Linked DNA regions of Rattus norvegicus: region 2 is linked to region 1. The links are chromatin contacts, called in public Hi-C maps. All regions are on one chromosome and are shown on one strand. The core of a region is the stretch at or near the end of the contact, and the rest is flanking DNA. Distances in the headings are between cores, read along the strand shown. Region 1 overlaps Dennd1a (DENN domain containing 1A). Region 2 overlaps Lhx2 (LIM homeobox 2).

Region 1 (4,036 bases), core at 513-3,012:
AGTTGTGGAATGAGGTAAACTTCTATTTGGGGAAGTGTGTGTGTCTGACCATGAGAGTCACCAGGTGTTGTAGCCTATGGTGGTGCATGAGGATTTCACTGCAGGTCCTGGCCACAGTGTGGTCAGATCCTGAATATGGCAGAAAGGGAGTCTGCAGGGAAAGGATGACAAGGGACCTGATCTGGGCAGTGGCCCGCTTGAGGTGTTGGAGCCAGAGGAGATGAGGGTTTGTACATGGTAGAGTGGGAGTAGTCGTGATGTGAGATGTGCTAACTCAGTGGGGAACTGCAGAGAGCTGAAAAGGAAGGGAACCAGCAGTGGTGGCTCAGTGCTTGGTGCCAGAGCATGGAAAGCACGCATTGGACAGTAAAGCCCCAAGATAGGGGTGAGTCTTTTATCTTTGAACAGTATAGTCTCAGTATGCAAAGAGAAGGAACAGGAGTGATTCTAGTGTTAGCCTTGAATTGGAGACATCATTCTGAAGCTAAGGCTTTAAGTGTGTGAAGACAAAAGTAAGTTCAGATATGAAGGCATGTGGTGGTCTGTGTGTATGATACTTTCTGGCTTTGACCGCCTAAGGCCTAAGGTGGGCTGTGGCATTACTTAATGACTCTGACCATTGAAGGTCTGGTGTCATCAATCCCAAGGAACAGCAAGCCTACAAACCCATGGCTCCCAGACCTGGCTTGTGAATGCTCCCCAAGAAAAGGAGTCCTGGCGACATGAGAAAGGGCTACTTCCAGGACTGAGGCAAAGAAAGTGTAAGATGATGCTGAAATAACTTTTGTATCCCAAATTAAGAAAGTACTCAGAAAATGATAGGGATATGTCCTCTAGACAGGAAGGCAAGGTAAAGGGCCAAGATCTTAGTCTGGAACATCAAATACTGAAGGCAAGTGAAAGCACTTGTAGCAAGATAAATAAGCAGCTTGACTCAAAACTTGAGGGATGGAATACTTATATAAAATATTTGCTACAAAATGCTTTTTAAATGCTGGTGTAGGGGGTGCTCAGTAGAGATCTGAGATGATATAGTCAAGTGGTAAGAAAACATCATCAATAAAGAACAAGTTGAGATTCATGAGGAAACATCTGACAGCTGAGACTCATTCTGCAAAATGGTCAAGGTCCTATAGATTAGAAAAGACAAAGGTGTTTTTAGCAGAACTCAAGACTTACCCTGCTGAAGGTCACTCATGCCTCTAAACTGGTTTTATTGCCATGATGGTGTAGGGAGCGGAATAGCTGGCACAGCCAGACAGGATTAGATGGCACACTGTGCTGAGGCACATATACTTCCTGGCTGTGGTGATTAGACATGATTGCTCAGAGAAGAATGATTGTGCACGTGCGTGCGTGTGTGCGTGCATGCGTGCGTGCGTGCGTGTGTAGCTGATAGGGTATGATTGCCAACAACTCATTCTCAAACAGTGGAAGAAATGAAAGGGCCTTTGTTTCTAAAATTGTTCTGTAGGTGTGAGACTGCTTCAGAGCAAAACTCACCTTGTGCACACATGTTCAAGCACCTGTGTCCTCTAAGAGACTTGATTGTCAGAGCACAGACTAAAACAAGCTTGGAAGCTTGGTGAGTCTACTTCATCTCAGGCTTCCTGCCAGAAGCAGACAGGGCTGTGGACTTGAATACAGCAATCCTTCCTCCCTCTCTGGGCTGTGCAGCCTTCTATCCAATGGGAGACTAGAACTTCATAGTTCAGACCTTCACTCTTTACACTCCTTAAGTGGATGACTAGAAGGATCCAGTAGTTAGGACATGACTGCCCATGTAAACTTAACCTTTTATTAGCACACAGAATTCCCACAGGAAAAAAAAGTGGCTTTTGGATCATTTTGTAAGCACTGTTGTTTTGAGCATCTTAAAGGCGAATCTGTTTTGAGCCGAATAATTTGTGCTGCTTTGTATGTTGCTCAGCTGCTCAGTTTCCCTAATTAAAATGCACGGCTGCTGTCCTGTATCACATGCTGGTGAACTTGCTTTATTTCTAACTTTCCATAATTGGAGTCTGCTACATGTACACAATGAACACTCAATAAAATTAATTGAGGGTAATATGATGAAGACTAGATCCATGGTGTCATTGTTATTTCTCCCAACCACCCCCGCCCTGGAAGCTCAGATTGTTTGCATTTAAAAGTTGTTGCTATGGAGTTGGAGGGATAGATTTGCTGAGAGCGTATGGTATATGATCCATAAAAGGTGGTCATGGTAGGTGTCTGACTGAATAGAAAATGTCGAATTTGATGTGGGAGGATCGGTTTGGCTCTTATGTTGGAGCAGTGTCTTTTATCCAACCATACTTGAATATCAAACCTATTTTTGTCTTGGGGCCAGCATTTCCCACCTGTTTCTCTTTGGGTCTAGACTTCACCTCAGGTCCAGCTTTTATAACTTGGACCTTTTCTTTCTTTCAGGAAAGTCAGTGGAATGAACTTCTTGAAACTCTGCACAGACTTCCCATTCCAGACCCCGGAGTGTCTGTTCACCTCAGCGTGGTAAGTGGGGCAAGATGGTGGCCACCCCAAACAAGCATGTCTGTATGGACCTTCAGAGGAGACCAGAACCACACACTCTTACTTAACCCGAGCCCTGGGATTCTCCCTCTTTCTGAGATTCACTGAAGAATAGATGCTTCCCAAATGACCAGTCATATCCTTAGCTGCAGATTCAAGGAACAGAATGGCTGGACCTGTCAGCCTTGTCATCCCCTGTCTTTGGCCACCTGTATCACCCTTTGTCACAGTTAAAGTCCATTCTGGACTTTCAGTCTTCACAATACCTCTCTTCTGTTTGCCTGTTAACTCATGCATCCTTCAGAACTATTCTGATTCTGTTTTCTGAGAAATCCTCCCTTAATCACTCAGGCTGAGTTAGCCTTTCTTTTGGGCCCCAGTCCCCTTACATGATCCGGAGACTTGGTTCCATCCTGTGGGAGTAAGCTGGTTCTCACTCTCTATCCCATGAAGACAGAGGACAATACTCAGTATAGTTCCTAGCCTACAGCATTCATTATTTATTTAATGCTTTGAGGTACATCCTGCACGTTGCTTAGTGGGAAATTTTTGTTCCAATTGTCTACTTTGCTAGTGATTGAATCAAGGCCTTTAACTGTATGGGCTCAGCTTCCTTATCTGTCAGACAGGACATCAGAAGAGATGTGTAAGCTCTCTTCCATAATTCATTTACTAAATTCTTTATCTCTTAGATGGAAGCTGTCATTGCCTTTATCAGAATTCTTTGGTGGACACCATTTGGCCAGGCACTTATTGTCATGCAGACCTGTCTTTCTATCCCAGAACCCTGGCAAGTTAGAGAGTTTTCTCTTCCAGCTTCTCAAAAAGCAGTTACAGTGCTGGTTATAGGAATCAGGAAGGTGTCTGACTTCATAAGGAAAACTAATGAGTTTTACCAGAATGGTATCAAAAGCCACAGGATTGCCAGTAATAATAACAATAGCAAACCTATTTTAAGTTCTTAATTTATACTAATATACACCTCCTATGTTCAAAATCATTCCCAATATAGATGCTAACATACTCATGTCATAGGGGAAAGATTTAGAGGAAAGGGCGTGCATGTAAAGTCATGCAATTTATAAATGATGAACTAGCTTTTATGATCTAAGGAAAAAGGGATGGATGCAGGGAAGCGGGAGGGACTTTACATAGGGAGGATTTGCTCTTAGGGAAGTAGGGACTGCTTGAAAAGATGAGCAAGTGAGCTGTAGACCCAGTCATCACTGAAGCAGAGCAACCCTGCCTTTGTCTCAGTCTTTTTTCCTAAGCAGCTTGATCTCACTGCTTCATCCTGTAATAGCATCAGACAGGTAGCTGTGGAGCAGCCAGGCTAGGTCACCAGCTGCCTGGGAGGCAGGGCCACTCCTTCACCAAATGTCTGCACTGGCAACATGCTGTCAGGCCTCAAGGACAAGCCAGCTTGGGCAGCAGGAACTATTGGGTGTGCAGCTGTTTCATTCCAGTGGATTCTAGGAATGTTTCTGACCTCCCCTGGTCCCCAGCA
Region 2 (4,036 bases), core at 1,071-3,570, 330 kb before region 1:
CATCTGTCCAAGTGCCCTGGAGCATAGCTCCAAGGGATAAAAGAACAAGAGAGAGCTAAATTGGAAATCCTATGTGTTCCTAAGCCAGGGAACCCTATCTCCTGCCTCCAAAGAAGCAGGGGTAGACTCTTCTGTATCATGACTATTAAGACTGAACTGTGAGTGTAATCTAGACAGCTGGGAGAGAGATGTGCCCTCATTGGTGACCTTTTTACAAATGAGAAAGCTATGACTCAGAGAAGGTAACTGATTTGTCCAAGACATACGGCTGGTGAAATAAACCTCGGGGTCATTTGTGAGTCCCGGGTTTTTTTTCTGAACTCCAGATCTCCCCCCACTTCCCAGCATCCCACAAGGCATCTAGAAAGAGAGAGAAGCTACTAACCAGAGAAAAGTATTAAGTCCTCAGTCCAGGCTATCCCGGAACTAAATGAGAGAGCTTTGAGATGGGGGAGGGGAAAAAAAAAAGAGGTGCACAGCAGGAGGTCTCCAAGGAGGGATGGGGACCTAGCCTCAAGAAAGGAAGAGTCTAAGAGAACTGGCCAGAGTAATGTGAACACTGACTCCAGCAGTGTGGCCCTCAGAGTCCAGGCCAGAACCCAAGGCTACCTAGCGCAGACCAAAGGGCAGACTCAGAGAAGCAGCAGCATGCCCCTGGACCTCCCTTACCTCCCTTGATTCATCACCAGCGACTGAAGGGATGCCCAGAGACTTCCCAGGTGCCCACCCAGGTGCCTCAACCACTGGGGTCTGTACCCTCACTCCCACCAAAGTCAGTCACATCCCACCACCACCGATACCCCATTAAGTTTTGTTTTGCTTTCTGACAGTCACTGAAACTTTCTTAAGAGAGGCTTCTGATTTGTCACTTGCTCAGCTTTCAATATCCAGGACCTGTCCTTGCTGTGACACAAGTCAGGTTGCATAGTCTCTCAAATTTTCTTTTGTTTTTCGGTTTTGGTTAAACTTCTATTGGGGGTGGGGGGTGGCTCTGACTTGTATGATGGGGAAACTGAGGTCTCACAACCAGGACTGTTCATCCCAGTTAATCACATAACAAACTAACTTAATGCTATTTTTTAACTAGCATCCACCAAGCATAAAGCATGAGGTAATTCTGTTGTCACCTGTGTCAACACAGCAGCACCTCCCATCGGTGGCATGGCTGGGTGACTCTTGGTGCATTTCACATATTGTAAACTAAGCTCAGGGGGCATAAGAGGTTTGTTAAGTGCTATGAATGAGTATCAGAAAAGCAGAAAGTTTGAAATTTGTTGTTCCAACATGGTGCCACACATTGGGGTTGCAGACTAGAGTTTTCAACATCTTTGGGAGCGTGGGATTCCCATGAAAGTTCCAGATCCTGTCTAGAACACCACAGCATCTCCAACTCTTGTTCCCTATAAAGTCTGGGAGGCAGACAACATAAAACGAACGAACGAACGAACGAACGAATAACAACCCAGGAGATAAGTTAGAGCTATCAGAAGAAAATCCAAGAAAAGGAAGAATGATGTGGGGGCAAATGGACAGAGAGGCACTAAACTTAAGGCACTAAAAGTCCCTTGGGTGGGGACAAAGCAGGAGGGTTCTGGATTCATCTGAAATACTAGAGCCTCTTAAAACATGAGCATGTTGGAGAGTCATTTGAGTAATAGATGATAACTAAAAATGGTTTACCACCAGGAGGGAAAAAAAAATCAAGTATGAAGACAGAGGACCACACAAAGAGGAAAAAATGAGGACGGAAACTGGGAATATGTGATGGCAGGCAAAAAGGCTGACATCCTAAGACAAACTACAAAGGGAGAGAAAGAAGGCAGAGGCAGACAGGCAGAAAGTTCTTCCAAAAGTCCTGGTCCGTGTGAGATTCTGCCTCAGGCCTTGGCAGCTGCAGATGCCCCCACCCTGGCCCAGCTGACCTGGAGGACTCTCTTGGTGAGGCCGGTCTTTTGCGCGAGCTGCTTCAAGTCCTTGGCATCGGGATTGTGGTTAATGGCAAAGTAAGACTTCATTGTCCGAAGCTGGTGGTGCTTGAAGGAGGTGCGCATGCGCTTTGTCTTTTGGCTGCTAGGGTAGGGCTGGTCGCGATCCAGGTGTTCCGCGTCGTTCTCGTTACAGCTCAGCGCTGGGAAAGGGACGCAGAAGCAGCAGGTGAATTTCCTGACTCTGCCTGGTCGCCAAGTCCACACCGCCCACTGACAAACACATCTAGTCCGGGAACCCGGTTGTGTGCACAAACAATGCTGAAATGGGAATAATATCCCCATTTTAGATAAGGAGAAAACGAAGCTCTCTGAAAATGGGACCTGCCTAGGAAATAGTGGAGTCAACCTTTGGAAAACAAAACGAAACCCCCAGAAGCCATCATGTCGTTTGAAGAGCAGCAGTGGAGACTTTTTGGTTCCGGGTATTTTGTGTGTGGTTGGGGAAAGGGGTTCTGAAGATTGAACTCAGGTCTACAAACTTAGCGGCAAGTCCCTTGACCCACTGAGCTAGCTTGCCAGCCCCTAAAAGGCTTTCTTTGCAAGCATAGAGCTGCTGGACAGTTAAAGCAACTCTTTTTTTTTTCTTTTTTTTACAGATGTTGAGACACAAAGGGAAGGCAGCAAGCCAGGCCCTGACAGTGGTGTGAGCCTGCCATCCGTGGTCCTGCACTCTTTTGTTTCCCAAGTTACTTGCCAAGGAAAACCCTGCAGTCTCCATCTCCCCTTAGCAGTGAATGGCACCAGCATCCAGAAGTTACTGACAGCCTCGATTTCATCCCACTTTCATCAACACTCCCTCCCCGAAGGACCCCGTGGGCTCCAGGGCCCCCAGCGCCAGGTCTACAGCTGGGAACTATATGATGTAGCTTTGTCTTCCGCAGCACTGCCCTGTGAGCCGCTCCCTGGGTTTGTTCAGGGAAGCTGTTAGAAGCTTCTCCATCCTTCGGAGAGAGCTGTAGGTAGACTGGGAGGGAAAGAAGTTGGAGAAAGATGGCAACTTAGGCTCTGGCTTTATATGCGTCTCTGTCCCACCGCTACTCTTCCTATTTTAGAGGCAGGAAAAAACTAAAACCAAGGAAAGGAAGCCACTCTCACACACTGGTAAAGGCTGACCCCCCTCTCCTTTTCCTGCTGCACCGCCTCCAGGGAAGTCGAGAAAGCCTGACTCTTTAGGGAGCCCATCCCCATCCCGAGGGGTTTTACTAGGGTCTGTGGGGGATTCTTGGTTGGGAAGGGGTTAGAAAATTTGGGTGTCAATAACTGCTCAGCTGATGAGGGCATTGAGGATCCCTCAGAAAGCCCTCGTTTCATCCCAAGTCACCACACTTTACAGAACTGGAAAGGTATCTTTCAACATAGTCCATGCCTAGAATAGGGGTGCCAAAATTAGCAAATAAATGCAATCGGTGCCCAGTTAGATTTGAATTTCTGATAAACAACAGATAATTCTTTTTTAACCGTCAACCATCATAGGTCTCAAAGATTGCAGGGACCCAAAGGAAACTAAAATTTTATCTAACATTTATATGCTTCTTAGGACACTTGTAAAATTTTGCCCAAAATTCAGAATTAAGTGGTTATCCCGACAACACTACTTAGAAAGCCCTCTCGGGGGACCCCTTTACCCTTACCCAAATGCCACTGCCTTGATGGATCCTACTTCAAAGCGTGAGCTGTAAATTAGGAACGACCTTACATCAGGGCTTGTATCCACGTGTACCCAAGCATACAGATAACCCCTCCTTCAACCAGCGTTCCCATCCAGAACATCCAGCGTGAAGAATTTAAAGGGGATCAGAACATGACTCCTGTTAGCCAGCAGCACTAAACCACAAGGGAATGGACCCTCCTCTTCCTCCCAGCCCCCAGTTCTGCCGGGTTGGGGCAGGCCTCCCCCAGGGGGAATCTCTGGGCTCATCCCTCTGCCCAGCCCCCACCTGGGCCTCACTGCTGTTAATGAGCTCCGTGGGGACCCTGGCGCCCTGTTGGCCCAAGGGAGGTGCCCTGAGAGCGGCCTACTATGGGGGAAGGTGGGACGGAGGGGGGTG

Evidence for each region. Hi-C and Micro-C count contacts between places; a contact is called where the count stands out from the background.
Region 2: a contact with region 1 is called in a Hi-C map of frontal cortex, with 2.0 times the contacts expected there. The contact joins two enhancer-like sites.

Annotation. Positions count from the first base shown.
Region 1 is chr3:42,206,662-42,210,697 of GRCr8, reverse strand. It overlaps Dennd1a (DENN domain containing 1A), which reads left to right. Exons shown (of 21, transcript NM_001191747.1): 6 at 2,431-2,511. Among named protein-coding and RNA genes, the nearest start is that of Dennd1a, 200 kb to the left of the region's middle. Within about 2 kb of position 1,762, at least 3 of the 93 cell types and tissues checked have an H3K27ac peak or open chromatin away from gene starts, as enhancers often do.
Region 2 is chr3:42,542,000-42,546,035 of GRCr8, reverse strand. It overlaps Lhx2 (LIM homeobox 2), which reads right to left. Exons shown (of 5, transcript NM_001106571.1): 4 at 1,923-2,128. Among named protein-coding and RNA genes, the nearest start is that of Lhx2, 8.3 kb to the right of the region's middle. Within about 2 kb of position 2,320, at least 7 of the 93 cell types and tissues checked have an H3K27ac peak or open chromatin away from gene starts, as enhancers often do.